Regions from separate parts of the Mus musculus genome. Here all the other regions are linked to region 1. A link is a contact called in public HiChIP or PLAC-seq and promoter capture Hi-C data. All regions are on one chromosome and are shown on one strand. Each heading gives the region's core, a stretch centred on a gene start, on an enhancer-like site or on the middle of the called end of the contact. The rest is flanking DNA. Distances are from core to core; before and after follow the strand shown. Region 1 holds the start of C1ql1 (complement component 1, q subcomponent-like 1). Region 2 holds the start of Arhgap27os3 (Rho GTPase activating protein 27, opposite strand 3). Region 3 has its middle 33 kb from the start of Arhgap27os3.

Evidence for each region. Promoter capture Hi-C pulls out the DNA fragments that hold promoters and counts their contacts. HiChIP or PLAC-seq counts read pairs in DNA pulled down with a chosen protein or histone mark.
Region 2: a promoter capture Hi-C map of pre-B cells shows a contact between it and region 1. The contact joins the promoter of Arhgap27os3 here to the promoter of C1ql1 in region 1. A contact is called at or near these places in 2 of 39 promoter capture datasets (cranial neural crest and pre-B cells), 1 of 115 datasets of contacts at active chromatin or transcription factors (pancreatic cancer cells) and 2 of 9 other capture datasets (embryonic stem cells and liver).
Region 3: an H3K4me3 HiChIP or PLAC-seq map of bone marrow-derived macrophages shows a contact between it and region 1, with 5 times the contacts expected there. The contact joins the enhancer-like site here to the promoter of C1ql1 in region 1. A contact is called at or near these places in 4 of 39 promoter capture datasets (the C10 cell line, embryonic stem cells, liver and 1 more), 1 of 15 datasets of contacts at CTCF or cohesin (embryonic stem cells) and 2 of 115 datasets of contacts at active chromatin or transcription factors (bone marrow-derived macrophages and pancreatic cancer cells).

Annotation. Positions count from the first base shown.
Region 1 is chr11:102,944,524-102,948,698 of GRCm38.p6, reverse strand. It overlaps C1ql1 (complement component 1, q subcomponent-like 1), which reads left to right and starts at 1,983. Exons shown (of 2, transcript NM_011795.3): 1 at 1,983-2,834. The coding sequence starts at 2,238.
Region 2 is chr11:103,342,712-103,346,886 of GRCm38.p6, reverse strand. It overlaps Arhgap27os3 (Rho GTPase activating protein 27, opposite strand 3), which reads right to left and starts at 2,134. Exons shown (of 4, transcript NR_045346.1): 1 at 1,968-2,134; 2 at 1,424-1,471; 3 at 1-32. All of the region lies in intron 3 of Arhgap27 (Rho GTPase activating protein 27), which reads left to right.
Region 3 is chr11:103,310,013-103,314,187 of GRCm38.p6, reverse strand. No RefSeq gene overlaps it. Among named protein-coding and RNA genes, the nearest start is that of Arhgap27os3, 33 kb to the left of the region's middle. Within about 2 kb of position 1,882, at least 174 of the 459 cell types and tissues checked have an H3K27ac peak or open chromatin away from gene starts, as enhancers often do. A contact at or near this core is called in bone marrow-derived macrophages and pancreatic cancer cells, where this site is marked.

The DNA.
Region 1 (4,175 bases), core at 734-3,233:
TGCGGCGACGAGCGCGCCTCTCGGACGCCCCGGCGAGCACGGGGGTGAGGTGGCTGCCTTCCGTCCCCTCCTCTGCCGCCGCAGACTGGTGGATTGTTCCCCCGCCCGCCAAGCCACAGCTTCGGGCAGCTAACGAACGCCAGCAGCCTAGGGGACTAGGGGCTCGAGGGCTTGTCTAGAAGGCTGGGGGTCTGGATAGATCATACCCATGACCGTGCAAGTGCCCCTCCGGTCACTCACTAGCCCTGTCCTTCTAAAGGGAATCATGTTTAAGAAACTGTCCCGAGGGACCAGGAGGCCGCTGACAGCTGAAAGCTGAGGGCTACCCGGCCTGAGTCTGCCTGGAGGAGTGTAGGGGTCCTAAGGCATGCTCGCATCACCTTGCACTTTCGACAATAAATAGGCCCCAGAGACCCTGTCGCGTTGAGATTGAAACAGCGAGGGGCAAGGCTGCAGGCTTGAATCCCATCTCCACCACATCTTACTTTCGTGACTTGGGGGCAAATCTCTTTTAAGTTCGCAGAGCCTCTGTTCTCCATCTGTAAAACGAGGATAATGGTGGGCTTTATATCTAGATTGATGTAAAGATCAAATGTGACCATACATACAAAGCATCCAACGCAGTTTGTCTTAGCTCCCTCCTCCTTGGTGATGGATGTCATGCTGACCCGGGTTAGTATTTGGAAAGTCCTCTCTGGCAGCGTCCCGCCCACCCCCACTTCTACCATTGGTTATTCTGGCATCTCAGTTTTAGGTAGGGATAATCAGGGAATCAAATGGACAGTGGGAGGTCGGCGGTGGGAGTGTGAACTGGGAGGAGTCTTGCAGGCAAAAAGAATGAGTCTGGAGTGTTGTTGTTTATCGTGGCCAGAGGCCTCAGAAAGACACAGCCCTCCTCCTCGGATAAAGGAGGGTGAAGGAGGAACACAGCTTGAGCTGGGACTCACAGAATATGACAAATATGTTGATGGAAGCAGACACATTTCAGTTTATGCAACCTAAACATTTTCCTGCACTAGAAGAACGTGATGGGGTAAGAGTTAGGGGGGTCCCCTAAGGGGCTAGGAGAGATCAACCCCCCTCTTTCTGGGGAGTGCTAGAAAACGCAGAACCACCTAGGACTGGTTAACACTAAGAGATGACATGGGAGGGGTACTTCATTTTCTCAGGGTCCGTATTTCCCACTTGTCTAGCTAGTAGCTCAGATCAGAAAAGGCCTCATGGAAGAGGCCACAGGTAGAGGCAGCCTAGAAGATATCCCCTGGGGCAGTGGAAAAGAAGGGGCTGAAGACGCTGCCACCTGGGAGAGAATGCCCCTGAAGTAGTTAGAATCAGATAAAAAGTCAGGCTGCTATTAGAATTCAGAGATTCCCTCTGGGCACCCTAAAAGCAAAGGATCCAGACGGGTTATCTGGATGCTAGGCCTGGGTGCCTATGGAACGCCCCTCCCCAGTATTCCTTCCAGGCTTTAGCCCTCATCCTCTTTCTTGTTCTACTCTCTTGTTCCTCACTCTGTAACCCTCCACCCCCTGCAACATCTCTTTGTCCCCTGCAGACAGGGGGCAATGTTGCATCCTTCGACCTCCTGCAGGTGGTGGTCCTTTGCCCCTCTGTCACGATTTTCCTCGGAACTGACCCACGGAACATCTATCTCAATGCCACGCTGAGCTCTCTGCCTCTCCTTGTGGCTCCTCCTTCCGCTTGCCCTTTGGTCCTACTCATTCCTGACTCTAGCCCCTTCCCCATTCTGAGCCTCAATCTCCAGCTCCCTCCGTGATGCCCACCACTCTCATAGCCCCGCCCCTCCCTGCCCCTCCCACCTTGAGGCTTCCGCGGCCCAATTAGGCGCCTGCCCCGCCCGCAGCCCCACCCCTCGCCCTCTCCGAGCCCCGCGGAGCGGGTGGGCGGGGCCCAACGGAGGAGGCAGTGGCCCCAGCCAGGGAAGGCGGGAGGAGCTAGGCGCTAGGCGGGAGGCCGCGTTCAGTCGGGCAGCGCAGCGGGAGGGAAGCACGAGGCCGGAGCCGGCTGCTGGGCTCCGCAGCGCAAGCAGCGCAGCGCGGCGCCCGGGCCCCGGCCCCATGCCCGCAGCCCCGCCGGACCGCCCTTGAGCGCGGGCGTCGCGCCCGCGCCCCTTACCCGCCGGCATCATTGCCCCGACGGCGCGGCCGGGTGGCCCGGCTCTCCCAAGGCTCCGCGCCGGCCGGAAGACCCTGCTGGCTGCCGCCGCGGGCGTGGTGATGCTGCTCGTGCTGGTGGTGCTCATCCCGGTGCTGGTGAGCTCCGGCGGCCCGGACGGCCACTATGAGATGCTGGGCACCTGCCGCATGGTGTGCGACCCCTATCCCGCGCGGGGCCCCGGCGCCGGCGCGCGGTCCGACGGCGGCGACGCTCTGAGCGAGCAGAGCGGTGCGCCTCCGCCCTCCACGCTGGTGCAGGGCCCCCAGGGGAAGCCGGGCCGCACGGGCAAGCCGGGCCCTCCGGGGCCTCCAGGAGACCGGGGCCCTCCAGGTCCTGTGGGGCCGCCTGGGGAGAAGGGTGAACCAGGCAAGCCTGGTCCTCCTGGCCTGCCGGGTTCGGGAGGCAGCGGCGCCATCAGCACGGCCACCTATACCACGGTGCCACGCGTGGCCTTCTACGCCGGCCTCAAGAACCCTCATGAGGGTTACGAGGTGCTCAAGTTTGACGACGTGGTCACCAACCTAGGCAACAACTACGATGCGGCCAGCGGCAAGTTTACATGCAACATTCCTGGCACCTACTTTTTCACCTACCACGTCCTCATGCGCGGCGGCGACGGCACCAGTATGTGGGCAGACCTCTGCAAGAACGGCCAGGTGGGCCATGAGGGGGCGTGGGGCTGACCTGGGGGCAGGGCTCCCAGGGAGCCCCCAGGAGAATGCGTATTGGATCAGAGTCGACAGGCACACCGGGCAGGCGTAGGTGGAGACCCTAAAGCGGCCCCCTTAACTATCATGTGAAGAATGGTTGTAATTAGCGGGCACCCCTGAGTCTTCAACCCTTGGGCTTGAGCTCTTAAGGGAGAGGCTACAGGGCACCCGCGGAGTGGAAATGCGTAAAGATAAATCCAACTAGTCAGATCACAGGGCTCTAGGGCGCACGAACTGGTCCGTAGGGGTTTGGCCCGTGGGAGACTGATTCAGGCTGATTTCTCTTGAGAGCTAAGATTCAAGCTGACGCCGACTGGCTTTAAGGGAACAGCAAGGATGCTCTAGGGCAAGGATAAGGAGAAGCAGTCTCCGCGCCGGAGGGCGCTAAGACGAGTGGCTGTGCGCTCAGGAGAAGAAGGAGGAGGGCTGCAGGAAATGTTTTGCGCACAAAGGCAGAGGGAGTTCGTTGCCCAATAGCCTTAACTGCAGTACATCCCTGGCCCTAGAGAAGGGACCATCGAGCTGAACGAACACCCTTTGCAACCCCCCTGGAATGCTCCACCTTTTCCCAGAGTAACAGAGCTATCCTGCGCCTCCCGGGAAAAAGTTTCCTCTAGAGGCGGGGCGGAGTGATGGAAACTCCCCTCCTTAAAGTCTCCAGGTACAGCTCCTCCAGTATCCTAGAAAATAGGGAGCTGGTGTGCACGTGTCTGAGACACGGATGCACAGCGGTGTCCTTGGAACCACCCACCCTGGGTTCTCAGCTCCCTGCGCTCTCACCTCTGGGTTACAGGGGCCCCACCCCGGGGGCGTGGTCAGACTGAACCTTCTTTTAGCTGAGGCCAGGGTCAAAATTGAGGGTAGGCAAGTGGAAGCTGGAAGGAATCCCCTACAATTGAGACTCCAGATCTTCTCGGAACCCCTCCCACTGCAGCACTACCCTGCTTGGGTATCTGCAAAGTTTGGGGATAGGAGAAAGGGCAGAAAGCCTATCTGTGTGGAAGTCTGTCCTCTTTTTTTCTTCTGCCTGCTCCTCCCAGTCCCCACTATCGTGTCTGCCTCTTCTTGCTCTGTCTTTTGACCATTTCTTACTGGAATCTGCCATTCATCTCTGTCTCTCTTCTCTGGGTTCACCTCCCCCCACTTCTCTATTGCTGTGACTCTCTCCCATTTGTGTCTATCAGGCTTCTGGTGTCTCTCCTCTTTGTCCTTGGTTCCTGACCAAACTGGGAGGCTCCAACATCTAGCAAAGGCTCATGCAGACAGCCCCACAAGTCCCCTTATTAA
Region 2 (4,175 bases), core at 885-3,384, 400 kb before region 1:
GAGTCCGGTGCTTAGGGTGCCCAATTGGAAACCTAGAATCAGAAAAGCAGAAACACACCCAGCTTTCTCCCCAGGGCCCCGTGGGTGTGGGAACCCAGAGGCCAGCTGTACTTTCACAGAAACCAGCCCTGGGGGTGGGGAAGAGGACAGCCCCATGCTATACAGCCAAAGAAACTAGGGCCCAAAAATTCCAGCCAGTGCTCGCTGAAACAGAGCCTACCCAGACCCCCACACCTCTGGATATAGTCATTCTGTGTTTATCAAGATAATTCAGCCCCAAACCTATCGTGTTCGGGATTCTGTTGAGGTGAGCACCTGCCTGGGACCACACAGTCACTCCAGATAGTAGTGAAGTGCTCTGCCCAGGGCTGTGCTCTCGTACAGCCGTGAGCGTGTAGCTCTCTCCGTGGCCTGGGTGGACACGGAGGGTTACTCAGTCACTGGCCTACAGAAGGTGTAGTAGGGGAGGGACCCATTGTGTGACAAGATTGAGATAAAAAGCACAGTCCTTCCTGCTGTCTCTCCACCCAGTCTGGGTAGCAAAGAGTGGGCAGGCTTAGAAAGTGAATGGAGGCCTGTTCCTGGCTGAGTATTTGATTTGTGTGCTCTCTCTCTCTCTCTCTCTCTCTCTCTCTCTCTCTCTCCCTCCCTCCCTCTCTCCCCTCTCCCACCTCTCTTTCTCTTTTGCTTTTCTTTAGAGAGAGATTCTCACTAAATAGCCAAGAAGCTACAATGAACAAATTCCAGGCTACCTTCCAATTTACAGCCCTGCCTCAGTCTCCTGAGTGCTGGAATTACAGGCACAGGCTGTTCTGTGCAGTATGTTTTGGGGGCCTTTACTGTGCCTCTCAATCCAGGGGGCAGGATTTTCCCCTTGCACTGTCCCCTTCCCCTCCCCTTCCTTGGAAGGTTTTGAAGATGAGGCCTGGAGAGGGAAAGGGGGTGATTGACAACTGGTCTGTGAGACAGATGGGGTGATTGGTCTGTGCAGGTGGCTCTGCCCCCTCCTGTTCTCAACATGGTGTGCTTGTGGGCACCAGCTGTGGTCATCACCTCAGCTTGTTAGGAGAGAAGTCGAGATAGCCTGAGAGCTAGCCTGTGCACCCAGAGTAGTACTGGCTTCCCGGGAGCCACCAACTGGGGACCATGTACCCTGGGGACTGGGTTGCTGATAGAGCTCAGATATGGGTGCCGAAAGGGCAGAGGGCCACAGCGCCTCAGCCCTCCTGCGTTCTCACCGAGTGTTTCAATCCTGCCCTGTCTCTCTGGGGTTTCTGCAATGGGAGAGCAGGCAGGGGTCAGAGTCTACACTGGAAACAAACTGGAGACTCAGAAGCAGGGCCCAGGAAGGAGGCACCTTGGGGAGGGACAGGACAGACAAGATGGTCCCCAGAGACTTGGAGACACAGCTATAGCTACTCACCCAGGGCACGCTGGGTCTGCTGTGTGTGGCTGGGATTGGAGTGTGCACCTTAGTGAGGGGATGAAGGGAGGAGAGATCAGAAGAAAGGAGCGGGTTGCTGTCCTACCTCCTTTCCCTCAGTGGAGGTGAGCGGATTAGGCACTTGGATGTAGAGACGTCTATGGGGTTGGATGTATGTGGCCACCCAGGAGGAAGAGGGCCAATGTGCCTTGGTAACCAAGTCTGGAGGAGACAGAGCCAGGTGGTCGAGTGGGAAGACAGTGGTGTGGTCGCTGTCCCTTCTGTTCTCTTGGCTGGCAGAGTCTAGACACCAGCTTCCCCATACCGCATGTGTCCAAACCCCTTCCTCATCTGAAACGTCTCTCTCCACAGCCTTCCTCTTTCCCTTCACACCCTCCTGGACCTGCGGCAAGTCCACAGCCACTCACAGTCTTGTGTCTGAGCCTCAGTACACCAGGCTAGCCCGGGGTTGAAGCCCTCTCCTCAGAGTTTCTTTCCACCTGTCCCCATCTGAGCCTCATCTTCCACGACACCCATGACTTACACGTGAACGATTTGGTAGAGGCTGATCCAAGCTGTGTCTGGGGATGGAATGCAGATCAATCCAATGTGTCACTGGAGCACTGAGCACAGGGGCAGGGTGGTCGGGGGGAACAGCCAGTGGAGTCCAGGAAACATGAAAACACCCCAACCTGAGCCACCCCACACCCATCAGGCAACTCTGTCTCAGGCACTTCCGCAGCCCTGACAGGAAACCAGCCGCAGTCTCAGCCTCCCGCCATCTCCGAGGCAGCTTCTTGTTTCCCACTTGCCCTGTGCCACCTCAGAGTTGTGGTCCCCGGCTCCACCCCCCTAAGCTTTCCCAGGCTGCATCCCAGCAACTCAGACAGGGCCGGGATGGTGGATATGATTTCAAAACTGGTCAGAAGGCAGAGCCGGGCCCTGCGGGCACAGGTAAGTTAGCAGAACTCGGGAAAGGCTGAGCCTCTGAAGGGGCGGCCTTCTGGGTTTGGAGCCGCAGTGGGTCTATGCCGCACTCTTTTAGGAACTGATTATAAAGCTCAGAACAGGGCATGTTGGGGAAGAGGGGGGGTGTCAAGACATTCTTCTCGGAGGCCTTTTCTGTCTAACTTTCCCGTCTGTCCTTAGAAGGACAGACAGAGAGTTCTGAGATCCACAGCGTGGATGGGGCAAGAGAGACGGGGCTTCTACCACTGTGGGCAAGGGAAGGGAATTGAAGACAAGGGGCCCAGGACCATAAAGAAGTGAAGGGGAATTTCTTGGCTCAGTTCTCTGACCTGAGGTGGCAAGGCCTCTTCCTCTTCCCCACTCCTGTACCCAGAGGTTACAACTTAGGAGCCCTTGATACTATTTTTAGGCTATGGCTGCATGCAGGTCTCCAGAGTGGGGGCCTGCCATGTTCCCCTGAGAGCACAGTGAAAGAGCCTCTGCAGCCTCAGCAGCAGTGAGAACCCAGCAGAACCAACCATGCTAACAGAGGAGAGCTGCCTTAGCCTGCCACCCAGGCTGGGGGTGTGGGGAGCTCACAGAGAGCTCTGGAGTTTGAAGGATCATCATGGCTGCAGCTTGCAGACCACCTCAAGGAATGGGGGTCTGCCTGTTTGCCTCTTTGAGGGTCCCTCTCTTTCATCCCAAGCATTTGGTGTCTCTGGGGCAAGCCTGTCTTCCTCCTGCTCCCACCTTATGATTCTGCATTGTCTCTTCTTGGGGTAGCCCTGTCACTCCAGGGACCTAAACCTCCCTCCCCCCCTCTCTCTCTTCAGTATCCCCCATACCTGCTGGTGTGTCCTATGTTCGAGACCCCTGTTAGCTCCCATAGCCTGTCAAGCATAAATCCCTGCTCCAAAGAGCCCAGTACCACGTCGTCATCGCCCTATCACCCATGGACCCTTCCAACCCCAGGCCTGGAATAGGCAAGGCCACAGCCCTGGTGTGTCCAACTGTGACGCAGGAAGCGCATCTGTCCTCTCTGTCCCCTGTCATTATGGTTTCTGTCCTATCCCTTGAAATCTCCTGAGCGCTGTGGCTCAAAGCCGCATCCCAGCTATCCCTTTCTCACATTCTGTTCTGTGTGAATGTGCTTATTTCTGGCATTTGCCACAGAATTGACTTGCCTATAAAGCCGTGTCTGAGAAGATCTGATATGGGCTTCAGGACATTGCTTCACCTGAAGGGGGCCCCCGTGGCACTGGGCACACCATCCTATGTCCTACTCACAAAGAGATGCATGCCCAGTAGGGACTAGGGAGATGGCCCAGTGGGTAGAGCGCTCACTGTGTAACCATGACGCCCAGAGTTTGTATCCCTGATACCCATGTAAAAGCCAGGTAGGTGGGCATGGAAGTCTGCCTGTGATCCCAGTGCTGGGGAAGCAGAGATGGGATCTCTAGAGCAAGGTGGCTAGCTGGACTAGCCAAGTCAATGAGCTCTGGCTTCAAGGGAGAGACCCCGCCTCAATATGTAAGGTGGCATTTATGTGGAGTTAAGTGGAGGAAGAAAGCAGTGTCAGCATCAGGCCATACGCATAGATGTGTGCACGCATACAAACATATACATACATATACACACTACATATACACAGAAGGAAAGAAAGAAAGAAAGAAAGAAAGAAAGAAAGAAAGAAAGGAAGGAAGGAAGGAAGGAAGGAAGGAAGGAAGGTAGCCAAGTAAGGTAGGTGGTCAGCCACCCAGCCTCCAAGGCAGCATGCCACTGGACCCGAACAAAGTGATGA
Region 3 (4,175 bases), core at 633-3,132, 370 kb before region 1:
CACGTTCCATGCAATAGGTACATGTGCTATATTTGGTAGCCCTGGACCAAGCCACATTCTCTAACTCATACCACCCCTACGACAGAGGACTCACTATTTATTATTACTCCTCTTTACATATGAGGGTCCAGGCACAGATGAGTAACCTGCCCAAAGTCACACAGCTTAAAGGTTACCAAACCAAGGCTAGACCCTGAGAAGTGAAAGGCCTACTTTATATGTTTTGCAGCACTAAGTATTGAACCAACAGTCCGTGAGTGCCAGAGCTCTTCCTCTGCCACTCTGTCTGGGTTCACTTTGAGGTCTCAAGTGTCCCAAGCTGGCCTCAAAATCACTGTGTAGTAGAGCAGGACTTTGAACCCGTGATCCCCTTGCTTCAGCCTTCCCCATCGCTGGGGTTACAACCTAACACCTCAACACACAGTTCCAGTTCTTCCTTTACTTTTGAGTCAGAGTCTCACTAAGTCACCCGATCAGGCCTTGAATTTACACAGCTCTCACGTCAAAGAAAGTAAGTGACAGTTCTTGAGTTAAATATGCATGGCCAGCAAGACACAGTCCACTGTGGAAGTGGTGATGTGTGTGTGGGGGGGGGGGGGGAGGGGTTATTCGTTACAAGGCAAAGAAAGTTGTATTTACCAAAAACCTTGGTGGAACCACAGGTAGGTATGGCCAGCAAGTGGGGAAACGCCCCTATAGATGGTGTCTGAGGACATTGTTAATACGATCTTGAGCTTCCCTCCAGTCAGCGTCCATAAATGCAGGCGCAGGGCTGGGCTCTGGAACCCCGTGGGAAATATCACCAGACAAATAGAATAATATTTGAGGGGGTCCAGAAGAAGGACTTGGGAGGAGAGACATGGTGGGGTTTGGGGGGGAAGGGCCAGAATCTTACAGCATCTCTAATTCCAAATCCTGAAACCAGGTGTATTTTGAAAGGCAGAACTCCCCAGATTTTATTTAAAAACAAAACAAAACAACAAAAAAAACCTTTAGAGTTGGGGGCATGACTCAATAAAGCGTTTGGTGTGGAAGCATGGAACCTTAGTCGGACCTCAAGATCTCCTGCACAGAACGCCAAGTTCAGTGACCCGATTCTAACCTGGAGCGTGGGACACAAAGGGCTCCCTGAGATAAGAAGAATCCCAGGATTGTCTGGTCAGCAAGTCTAGCCTAATCTGCCAGTCTCAGGTCTCACGGATAGATAGACCCTGCCTCAAAAACAAAATAAATAGTGGCTCGAAGAACAACCCTGCCCTACATACTTATGTAGACACGTACACATGGACATAAACTGAAAGCCAGAAAGCAAAGCAGTTCTCAACTTCTTGAGGCAGAAGGATAGCCTGAGTTACAAAGTAAGCCACTGGGGGTGGGAGGGGGAGGAGGAGGAGGAGGAAAGGAAGGAAGGGAGGGAGGGAGGGAGGGAGGGAGGGAGGGAGGGAGGAAGGAAGGAAGGAAGGAAGGAAGGAAGGAAGAAAGAAAGAAAGAAAGAAAGAAAGAAAGAAAGAAAGAAAGAAAGAAAGAAAGAAAGAAAGAAAGAAAGAAAGAAGAAGAAAGGAAGAGTCTGTGGACCCTGAACTTTCCACGGCCGAGATGGCCACATCTGTTGTATATTACATAGAGCCTTGGGGGTGTTGACTGCTCCAGTCTGCAGTCTAGCATGGATCTGTCTCTGAAGTAAATCTCTTCAACATTCTCATTAACTGGGGAAATTTGGATCATATCTGGGCCCCTCCCTGCCCCTCAGATAGCTCTCGTCAAGACTCAAACATCCTAAATTCCTTCATGGGTTCTGGATCGGAATTCCAAGCATGAAGCAGTGCCCAGAAGGAGGCTAGCTGCAAGCAGAGGTGGCGGCTAAGGGGTTTCCAGAGAGGAAAAGCAGCAGCCACCAGCCCGCAGGACGGACGTGGCGGGGCGAGCTGCACCCCCATCCACTGAGCGGGCGTTCCTAGGCTGCCTGCGCCCTGAGTCACCGGCCCGCGGCGGAGTGGAGCTCAGGAAGGTGGCGGGCCAAGGGCAGAGGGTGGGCGGCGGGCGGCAGGCGGCGGGTGGCAGGCGAGGGCACAGCCGAGGACAGCTCCGCATGACTCAGGGAGACCCCCGCGGGCAGCTGAGCATGCTGAGGAAACACACCGCCTATGTCCCAGCTCCTAGGGGAACGCCTCTCTGAGGCCAAGAGCTCTTCAGCAGCCTCCAAAGGGGACCACAGGAAAGAATGGCACACATTCGTTTCTGTGTATTCTGTGCCATCCTTTTCGATGTTTTGTTCTTAAGATGGGCTCACTTTGTAGAGCAGGCTGACCTTGAATGTCTGGTTCTCCTCTAGCCTCGACCTCCCATATGCTGGAATTACAGGCATGCACCTGGTTTAATTTTAATTTGTCTTTTACATAATACATCCATGCTTGGAAAATGTTGCACCCCTGTGTGTGAAAGCTTTGTAGCACTAGGGCAGGATAAAGGAAGGCATGAACAGGACATGGAGTGTAGACAAGCAGTATCAGCATTAAGTCTGGAGGATGAGAGAGCAATGTCTCAGGCCTGTAATCTCAGCACTGGGCAAAATAATTGCTACAGGTTCCAAGCCAGCCTGGACTCCACAGTGGGTTCCAGACTTGGTATCCAGAGTGAGATCCTCTCTCAAAATACATGGATGGATGGATGGATGGATGGACAGACGGATGAACAGACGGACGGACGGACGGACAGACGGATGGATGGATGGATGGATGGATGGGTGGATGGATGGATGGACGGGTGGACGGATGGACAGACGGACGGACGGAGGGATGGATGGATAGATGGATGGATAGATGGATGGATGGATAGATGGATGGATGGACGGATGGATGGGAAGGCAAGCTGGAGATGAGTAAGAATAGGTACGTGTAGGAATGCCACGGTGGAATACGTCACTTCATATGCTCTTAAGTATCAATTCAGTGGGGCAGGAGAGATGGCTCAGCAGTTGAGAGCGCTCGCTGCTCCTGTGGAGGACCCAGGTTCAGCTCCCAGCAATCACATGGACTCCTAGGCATCCGAAGTCATCTTCTGGGTGGGAGATACCCATACGTACATGGTGCTTATAAACTCACACAGGCTTACAGACATACAAACAAATAAGTTAATTAATTAATTAATGTTAAGAATTAATCTGGGGGCTGGAGAGATGGCTCAGCGGCTAGGAGCACTGACTGCTCTCCCAGAGGTCCTGAGTTCAATTCCTAGCAACCACCTGGTGGCTCACAACCATCTGTAATGGGATCCAATGGCCTTTTCTGGTGTGTCTGAAGACAATTATAGTGTACTCATATACATAAAGTAAATAAGTAAACCTAAAAATAATGAATTAATTCAAAAATTAAAGAAGGCTGTTTTGAAATGTTTTAATATGAATAAAAATCGAAGGTCTGCCCCCCCCCACACACACAAGACAGCATCTCCGTTCTTCTTACATGAGGCACACAGAGTGACCTTGTTCGCAGAGACCCAAGATAGAATGGTGGTCGCCAGCATAATCATCTAGCATGCAGTGTGTCAATGCAGCATTGAAAATGGATGGTGATAACAGTAGTGAGGGGGTGTTCGTGTGTGTGGGCACACACACACACACACACACAAACACACACACACGAGGGAGGAAGAGAGAATAGGGGTTAATTTAATAGCACCAACTGGGACTGGAGAGATGGCTCAGTGACTAAAAGCACTGACTGCCCTTCCGAAGGTCCTGAGTTAAAAAAAAAAATCCCAGCAACCACATGGTGGCTCACAACCATCCATAATGAGATCTGATGCCCTCTTGTTGTGTGTTTGAAAACAGCTACAATGTACCCATATATATATAATAAATAAATAAATGTTTAATAGCACCAACTGTACACATTTGTCTCTGTGTATTCTGTGCCTTTATATCTCCTTTAATGTCTTGTTCTTGTTAAAGCAAATGGTTAGTTGCTTGAGCTGGGCTCTGCCTTTCCTATTAAAAACGCAACTTGGAGACCTTTCTAGACCTTTGCTAAGTAACTTCCTCATTCCCTCCCCCCACCAAAACAGCTCTGTTAAGGGTGAAGTCATTCGCAGTAAGGCTGCAAAGGCTACGAAGACTGCATAAAGCCACGCGATTGTTAGCACAGTCGGGTTTGAGCGTGTTCCATTGTCCCATCAAG